Regions from separate parts of the Capsicum annuum genome. Here region 1 is linked to region 2. The links are chromatin contacts, called in public Hi-C maps. All regions are on one chromosome and are shown on one strand. Each heading gives the region's core, a stretch centred on a gene start, on an enhancer-like site or on the middle of the called end of the contact. The rest is flanking DNA. Distances are from core to core; before and after follow the strand shown. Region 1 holds the start of LOC107867389 (14-3-3 protein 10). Region 2 has its middle 9.9 kb from the start of LOC107867391.

What was found. A called contact is a pair of places that touch in the nucleus more often than the background predicts.
Region 1: a contact with region 2 is called in a Hi-C map of leaf, with 4 times the contacts expected there. The contact joins the promoter of LOC107867389 here to the enhancer-like site in region 2. A contact is called at or near these places in 2 of 5 Hi-C or Micro-C datasets (both in leaf).

Annotation. Positions count from the first base shown.
Region 1 is chr4:213,744,830-213,749,153 of UCD10Xv1.1, reverse strand. LOC107867389 (14-3-3 protein 10) reads left to right here and starts at 3,048. Exons shown (of 4, transcript XM_016713604.2): 1 at 3,048-3,745. The coding sequence starts at 3,242.
Region 2 is chr4:213,671,735-213,675,834 of UCD10Xv1.1, reverse strand. No RefSeq gene overlaps it. Among protein-coding and RNA genes, the nearest start is that of LOC107867391, 9.9 kb to the left of the region's middle. Within about 2 kb of position 2,559, at least 4 of the 5 cell types and tissues checked have an H3K27ac peak or open chromatin away from gene starts, as enhancers often do. A contact at or near this core is called in leaf, where this site is marked.

The DNA of each region.
Region 1 (4,324 bases), core at 1,799-4,298, 73 kb before region 2:
CCGAGGGATGTGCCGAAAAGGAAATATGAAATATGTGGATTGTATATGGGTTGATGAACCCCCCATGGGTCCTACGTCGGGAAGCTTTGGCTCCGTAAATATATACGGGGATTGTGCGACGATCCCGGAGGTTGTGCGACAACCTCGTGCATCATCATCATCATCACCATTATCATATACATTGCACTTACTTTATTGTGTTTATGATGTGTTGTATTGCCTTATTGACTTGTCATCTATATATTTGTTTTACCTTTATTTACTTGTATTTGAAGATCTTGTATCTACATGTTCTCTCTTGCTCTATTTTATATGTGACATAATCTATACTTATCTTCTATATCTTGATGTGTTTTTGCAATATATGTGAGATATATTAGAACTGTTAGTGCAAGCGGTGTGGGCTACCGTTGTGGAATATTTTCTGATTGCAGGTCACGTGCCCTTAGTGTATATTTTGTATGTCTTATTTACTACTTTGCTTAGTCGGCCTATGATACCTACTGAGTACAAGTGGACCGTACTCATGCCTACTGCGCCCTTTCGGTGTAGGTCCTAGCTCGAGTGCTCCTCAGCTTACTTGATTCGGGCGGTTGTTGGAGCTTCCAAGGTAGCAGTTGGACATTCATGCATCCGAAGTTCACCTCTATCTTTCTATACTAGTTATGTCTTTATTAGTGTTCGGAGACAGTTATTATTCCTTTGTGGTTAATTTTCTGACGTATTTAACTCTTGGATTGTATTAGTAGTTCTTACATTATTGAAACCTGGTTTTGGGCATGATTGGTGTTTTGAATAAGTTTTTTCCGCATTGTTATGATTATTTATATGGTTCGGCTTCATTCTAGAAGCCTTACCTTGGGTATTTTTGTCTTTTTCTCTATTCGTATCAGTTTGGGTGATAGACTTACTTATCAAGGTACACCGCGACAAGTGTCATCATGACCCTCGTTTTTGGGTCGTGACAAATACAAAGCCCAATATCTATATCTATATTTATATCCATAATTTATAATATATTAAAAATGTGAAAGGCCTTGGAAATGTTGTTTGAACTTTTTGTCCTTCACTAAAATTTTTTACTTTAGACAAAGTCGTCTTTTCACTATTTTTTTCTAGTTTTTGAAAGTTAATAATTAATTAATATATATTTATGGTAAAACCTTTTCTTATTAGAGGTCGTCAGAATTAATGACAACTAATACTTTTTTCATTAATTTAAAACAACTAAATTTGATGTTCATAAGATTTGAAAAATATAGAAACAAATATAAAAGCCTTAGAATAAGAAAATTTTAATAAGTATTAAATTTTAAAAAGTTTTAAATACATAATAGGAAATGACTTTTTATTATTTTATCAAATTCTTATTTAACTATTTTTACTAAAAAAACACGTCCCACCTCAAAAAGAAAAAAAATAAGTAGTGTCAAATTGTAGTTAACATACGACCTAATTTCTTTCTTTTAAGTATGGTTTTTGATTTAATTAGGAGTCCTTAATTATCTTTTCTTTTAAGTTTCGTTTGTCTTGATTTTCTATAATAATTAGTTTTTTATGAAAAAAATTTCTCAAATTAGATTAGATTTCTTCCATATTTTATCAACTCTTTCTTAAAAGGAAAAAAATTGTACATCTATATATTGAGCATTCCTTTTTTTTTAATAAATAATAGAATAACATTCACAATTTAATTGTTAAAGAGTATGTTCAAGAGAAGATTAGTTTTATGTTCTTTAATGAGTTTTAAATTTGTAGGTCAACAATATTAAATATTATGCATCTTTTATTAACTTTTTTATCGTATAATTTATTGCAATTTCAATTGTTGACTTTCGCGTGATGTGCAGGTAAAGAAAAATTATGTGAGTGTGTGGTTGAGACTTTGTGCCGATTACGAGAGGATTTAAAGGTGTGTTTTTTTTAAAAAAAAAAAAACTATTTTTCATTCATATTAACACGATTTATGTTGTTAAGGCGTTGATTAGAAGTACACGTTCTGCTCTTTGATTCGATTTTATCAAATTTCAATTCAATTCTTTAATTTATAATTTTAAAAAGTAGACATCGAACACCGAATCAAACTATTTCAGTTTGATTTGTTTCTTTCAACTTTGTTTTTATTTGATTCGATATTCAGAAATATTTAAACTTTTTGTCATTCACTAAAAGTGTCTGCTTTAGACAAAATTATTTCTTGAATATTTAAGAATTTAAAATTTATTAAATATTTTAATAAAACATATGTTATGTTTGCGCTATTTTATTAAAGTGTGAAGTATCTTTGAGAAGTGATTTAAATTTTTTGCTCTTCATTAAAATTTTTTGCAATAGACAAGATCATCTAATTTTAAATAATCAAATGTTACACGTGCGAGACACGTGGGGTTTAACTAGTTAATATAAAAACCTAAAACTCTTTAATTGCTTCATTTTTTACATTTTACTTTCTAAGTTTTCAGAGAGTTCTCATTATTTTCTCATTTTACTTTTCTCATTCGTCAAGTTGTAATTTAGGTTTGTTTCTCTTCTTTCCTTTTTTATGGAATTATGTTATAATTAATTACTTTATGGAGTTAAGTTTTTAATAAGTTGTTTAATTTTTTATTCTTTTGTGTGGTCATATTTTATGTGAAGGAAACTTTCAAACAAGCTACTGTGACTAGTGACTTACAAATTGAACTACTTAAGTATCTACATAATATTACATAGTAGTTTAGCCGTCTTACTAATTTGCCAATTTAATTTTTATTAGAACTACTCTATACCATTTTTTAAAAATCTTTTTAGTGAAAACATTTAAATTTGTTCTTCAATCACTTTGTAATTGTAAGAAAATTGAGCAAACCAAAAAATTGAAAAAACCCATCTAAAATCAAAATAAAAAACTGATTGCACATTGGTGTGATTTGATTTATAAATTTAGAAAACCAACATTATTAATTTGATTATATTTTAATAAAAAATCGAACCAATCCGCCTATGAACACCTCTAATCACAACCAACTACCATATTGTTCTAAAATATTAAATTTTCACAGCATCAAGTTAATTCATATTTCGTTTTCACCAATTATTAAACAAAAATAATTTTCCATATACTCAAATATTGAGCTAAATATTTTTTCAAAAAGATTTAAAAAAAAAAAGCATATAAAAGTTCCTTCTCTCTCTCTCACACACACACATTCAGTATTGATTCTCAGTTCTCTTCTCTTTCGCCTAAACTCTCTCTACATCCATGGCGGCGGCGGCGGCAATCCCCGAAAATCTCAGTCGTGAGCAGTACCTCTACTTAGCAAAACTCGCCGAACAAGCGGAACGTTACGAAGAAATGGTTCATTTCATGGACAAACTGGTCATCAACTCCACTCCTTCCGGCGAACTCACTGTAGAAGAACGAAACCTTCTCTCCGTGGCGTACAAAAACGTGATCGGCTCACTCCGTGCGGCGTGGCGGATCGTGTCATCGATCGAGCAAAAGGAGGAGTCAAGGAAGAATGAGGAGCACGTGAATCTGGTTAAGGAGTATAGAGGTAAAGTTGAGAATGAGTTATCGGGAGTTTGTGCTGGGATATTGAAGTTGCTGGAGTCGAATCTGGTGCCGTCGGCTTCAACGAGTGAATCGAAGGTGTTTTATTTGAAGATGAAAGGTGATTATTATAGGTATTTGGCAGAGTTTAAAGTTGGTGATGAAAGGAAACAGGCTGCTGAAGATACTATGAATTCGTATAAGGCTGCTCAGGTATGGCTTTTCAGTGTTGACTTCTGTTTGATTTTTTTGAGTTTGATTTGCGGTGGTGCTTTTTTCTGTTCAGATTTTGGGCAAGTTATATCTAGGTTTTGTTGTTTATTTGTTGTGGTTGTAGGACTTCTGTTGAGATCTGAAATATAAATGTAAAACTGTAGATGATTTTGATTTTATAGAGAACTAAATTTGGCCATTCTGATCTGGATTTTGATGTTTTTGTTATGTGAATGTAGTTGAGATTTTTAACTTACTAAAAAGAAAGGAGTTAATGGTTAAAAACTCAGCTAAAGTATGTGTTGTTCGAGTTTCCTAGCTTCACTATCACTAACTATTTGTCAAATCATGCCTAAGTTATCAATTGGTTCACTTCTTCTAGATGAAATATCACCATCATTCAGGTAGGAGAAGTGAACAATGGTGATAGTTCAGCTAGGGAACTCAAAAAAAGGGGATATTTTAGGTGTGTTTTTGACCTTCACTCAAATTTAAGATTAAATGGTGGAGATTGTTAAATCGGGCTTGATTTTTCCATCTCATTGCGGTTTTTGTGTCAAATACTTGTATATTAATCTT
Region 2 (4,100 bases), core at 1,310-3,809:
TTTACGGGTCGTTTGATAGAGTGCATTCGAAAAAACAATGCATACACTAGCTTTGTGCGAATATTAGTTATACCCTATTTGATAGGGTGTATAAAAATAGTGTATTAGAAAGTTAAAACAGAGTGCAATTGTTATTTATAATACACCAAAACCAAACACGATATAAATACAATCTAAGAATGACTAAGAAGTATTGACATTACTAATACACCATATTCAAGACTCTTTTTATACAACCTAACAAATGACCCCCTAACCATTTAAACTTTTAACGAGATAACTCATATTAAACTCAAATAATACCTACGTATATACAAAACTATTAATTGTCTAAAGAAGGAAGTACATGAAGATAATTTTCAAGGTACAGCAATAAATACATGTATGTATCTATATAAATTTAAGGAGAGAATAAATTATAGTAAAATGGAAAAATATGAAGTGATAAAGAAAATACAGAACAAGTGTTTGGAAAGAGCATCAAATTATGATTGTGAATGTTCAAAACAGTCTTTAAATTTTTTCACGGAAATTGAGTGTCTTGAGACTTGAGATTCTTTCAGATAATAATATGCCATCCAGTGTCGTGGCGGAGCCAAAATTTTTACTAAAAAGATTCAAAATAGTAAAAGGAAGCATTCGAAGAGGTCAAAGTGATTCAACATCTACTCTATATACACCTGAAAAAATAACTAAACCATATATAAATAACGTAATCTTTCATCAAAGGGGATCCAGATGAACCCTCGGCCCTATGTAGCTCCGCCCAGCAACCCTATCCAATTTTTTTTCTTCATTTTATTTGTACTGTCAAAAATAATAATAAATGCACTGGAATTGGACCCCCACCCCCCCCCCCCCCCCCCCCCAATTTTTTTTTTTTTTATTTTTTTTCTATTTGGGAAGCTTCGTTTAAAGTGAATTATTTCAGAGAGGAGCGTTTTGTTTCAGTGTTTCAATCAAAAAATGAAAATGGTGGATCATCTTAATTGATGTAGCACAATCAATGACAAACATATACATGTCTTTACTTTGTTCATGTGGGGCTACTTGGTTTTGCCCCTATTCTATTTCCTATTTGACAAAGTAAAAGTTAAGATTGTTTTCTTATATTACAACAAACAAATTACATTTCAACTTTTCTATGTGCCTTTTGTTTTTCTTTGTTCCTAAGATTAGAATTTAGGACCATCATTTAAAAGAAATTACGTCTATACACGATGAGCGGTGGATCGGAGTCACAACTCATATTGAATAGTGGTCAGTCAGGTCAATATATATATTATAAATATATATATTGAATTTGAATACTCTTAGTGATATTCTGAACTTCGTTATTGTATATCGATGTATGATATTGTATAAGCACACCTCTAATTTGATCCTAAAGAACGTATGTTGTGTCCTATAGAGTATCATTGTGTCATTAATGTCTACATAAGAGTTGATTAATATCAATTTGTACTATGTAAAATGGCTTTCTTTTTAATCATTTCTTTTCTTTTAAAAAAAAATAAAAATTCCGTTGATGATTTGCTTGTTGACTTTTAGTCATTTTTTAATATATATTTGTTCTCTCAAAAACAACAATATAGAAAATCTTGAATATCTTGGTGGGGGAAAAGGAAAAAAAAAAAAGAAAAAGAGAGACTCACTAAGATTTGTTATATAATAGTGCAAGGACATAGATCGAAGAGCTTATCTTTCATTTTTTTTTTCCCTTTATTCATTTGCTTGATAGTTTTTATTTTTATGGTAGGGCGTTTGTGTGCAAGAAACATGTGCATTATGCCATTACACAAATTCATCAAAGATTATCAAGGAAAGGAACATATATGAAAAAGTGAAACTCAACTCGAGATGAAAGTGAGGACAATTTTGCAAAGAAATAGCCCTCTTATTTCTTAAGAATTTGTGGAAAACACCTTCAGAATCATTTGATCCAAACCTTTTGTTATTTCAAGAAATTCTCTGACCACTTCAATTGGTATAGTTTTTTTCATGAAAAGCAAACATAGAATAAGAAATTCAAAGTTTCACTATGATTTGAACAACAATTTCCAATTAATTTAGTTAATTAAGAAAATTGATCAAACAATTTCCAATCATGATTCTATTTCAAAACTTGGTACGAGCCAATACGATTCAATTTTGATGGACATAATTATCTCGACGAGTTACTATGTGTAACAACTGAAAAATTGTCTATTTGTTAGTCAAAAGTTGGTTCGGATATGACCATGAGCAAAGCTAGGGGAGCAAATGGTTTAGAAAATTAACTGTATATTTTAATGCATACATAATGGATACTAAACTCTAGAAAAATCAACCGTATATACAAGATCGATATATTTTAATGCATGGATAATAGATATTAAACTCCCTTGGCTTCCACGTATGTTTACTTATGTATGTTTTAACTCCTCTAAATGAAAATTTTTGCTACGCCACCGACGTTTGAAAAGGAGGGATAGGGAAAAGAGTAGCAAATCAAGCATGGTGCATATAGGGTAGGAAAATGAATGATGAAGGATGTGGGGAGGTTTATTTATATGACAATGAGAGTAATGAATAATTGAAATGAGAAGAGGGCCATTGAAGGAGCGTAGCAACATAGCAAGCATGGTTGTAAATGGGGATAAGATGGCATAGGCATAGGCCAAAATTGGGGGGTCAATTCACATGAATATATTTGTTTAAAACCTTATGATGGAAATGACTTGATAAGGGGGGAGCGTCTGTGAGATACTTGTTGCAATTTTTTGCTTTACAGTCTCGCAGCCTTTTTTTATCTTAGCTTGCAAAAGAATATTGTTTCAATAATCGTGGTATTTGGATTAGATTTTGTATAGCTGGACTAATTATGGGAAGCATGTCACCTCCCACCAGTAATAAGTGTTAGGTAATTCTACCCACCTACGCTAGATTAGATAGAAAGAATCACCTAGTATTTTGGTCATTGCTGGAATTTGATTTGTGACTTCATGATTCTCACCCACTTCATTGATAGCTTAGCATCCCTTGAGTGCCAAAAGAATAGTATAGTTACGACTCAGCTCTCTTTATTTATAAAATTATCATGTCATTTACTATTGTCAAGTACTTTTCATATACTATATCTAGGTGGCATTTTTGGCCCAGGGAAGGAGGGACACCATTCTTTAATTAAATTCTTATGGGTATATATTAGTATTATAGTCTGTGAAGTACGACAGAATTAGTCAGTATTGTAGAGGAGTTGTTAGAAGTTTGACTAGGAAATTTGATCCTAGGGAAGTGTTGGCTAAGCAATCCTGTCTGTAGGATGGCCGGGATTAGAGTCATGATCGCATATGATGCTTATTTCGGTGGTCGTAGTTAAGGAATAAAGTAACGTCCTTGCTATGACTTATATCTTTTGGTATGATGGTAAGTATTTGATCTACAACGTCTTCTAGTAAAATATTTTTTCTAGGAAGAAGTTCGAGAGAAGTGAAAAGTCAGTCTTGCCCTGCTACTTGCGATACTTTCATTCACTAGATATCAGAGTTAATAACTCAAATGGTCACTCAACTTTAGGCTTTTATCCCAGAAAGTCACTCAACTTTGATTTTTACTTCAAAAGTCACTCAACTTTGATCTCTACTTCAAAATACACTTTTTCTTTTGTAAATATACATATTTATCTCCCAATATATTTTTTTTCAATTTTGGGTGTGTCGATACATAATTAGCTCCCGATACATCCAACGAAGATACATAATTATGTAAATACTTTGTAAGAGTGAAGATTTGTATAAATATAATAAGTTAAGATGTATATTTATGTTATTTTTCCTTTTTTTCTGTCGGTATTATAGTGCATATAGTTTTAGTGGGCTCGGAATTTTAGTCCAAGACCCATCATGGGCTCACTCATTTTCTGTCCATATTCTAGTTCATATACTTTTGGGGGCTCATAATTGTAGCTAAAAATTACATATATACACTAGGTAACTTTTTCGTATTACATTAAAATCTCATATTGAAAAAGAAATTAAAAAAAATCTAAAGTAATTACTTAAATCCCTTAAAGATACCCCCTCATACATATTAGAATACCATATTTTGCTCCTATTTTA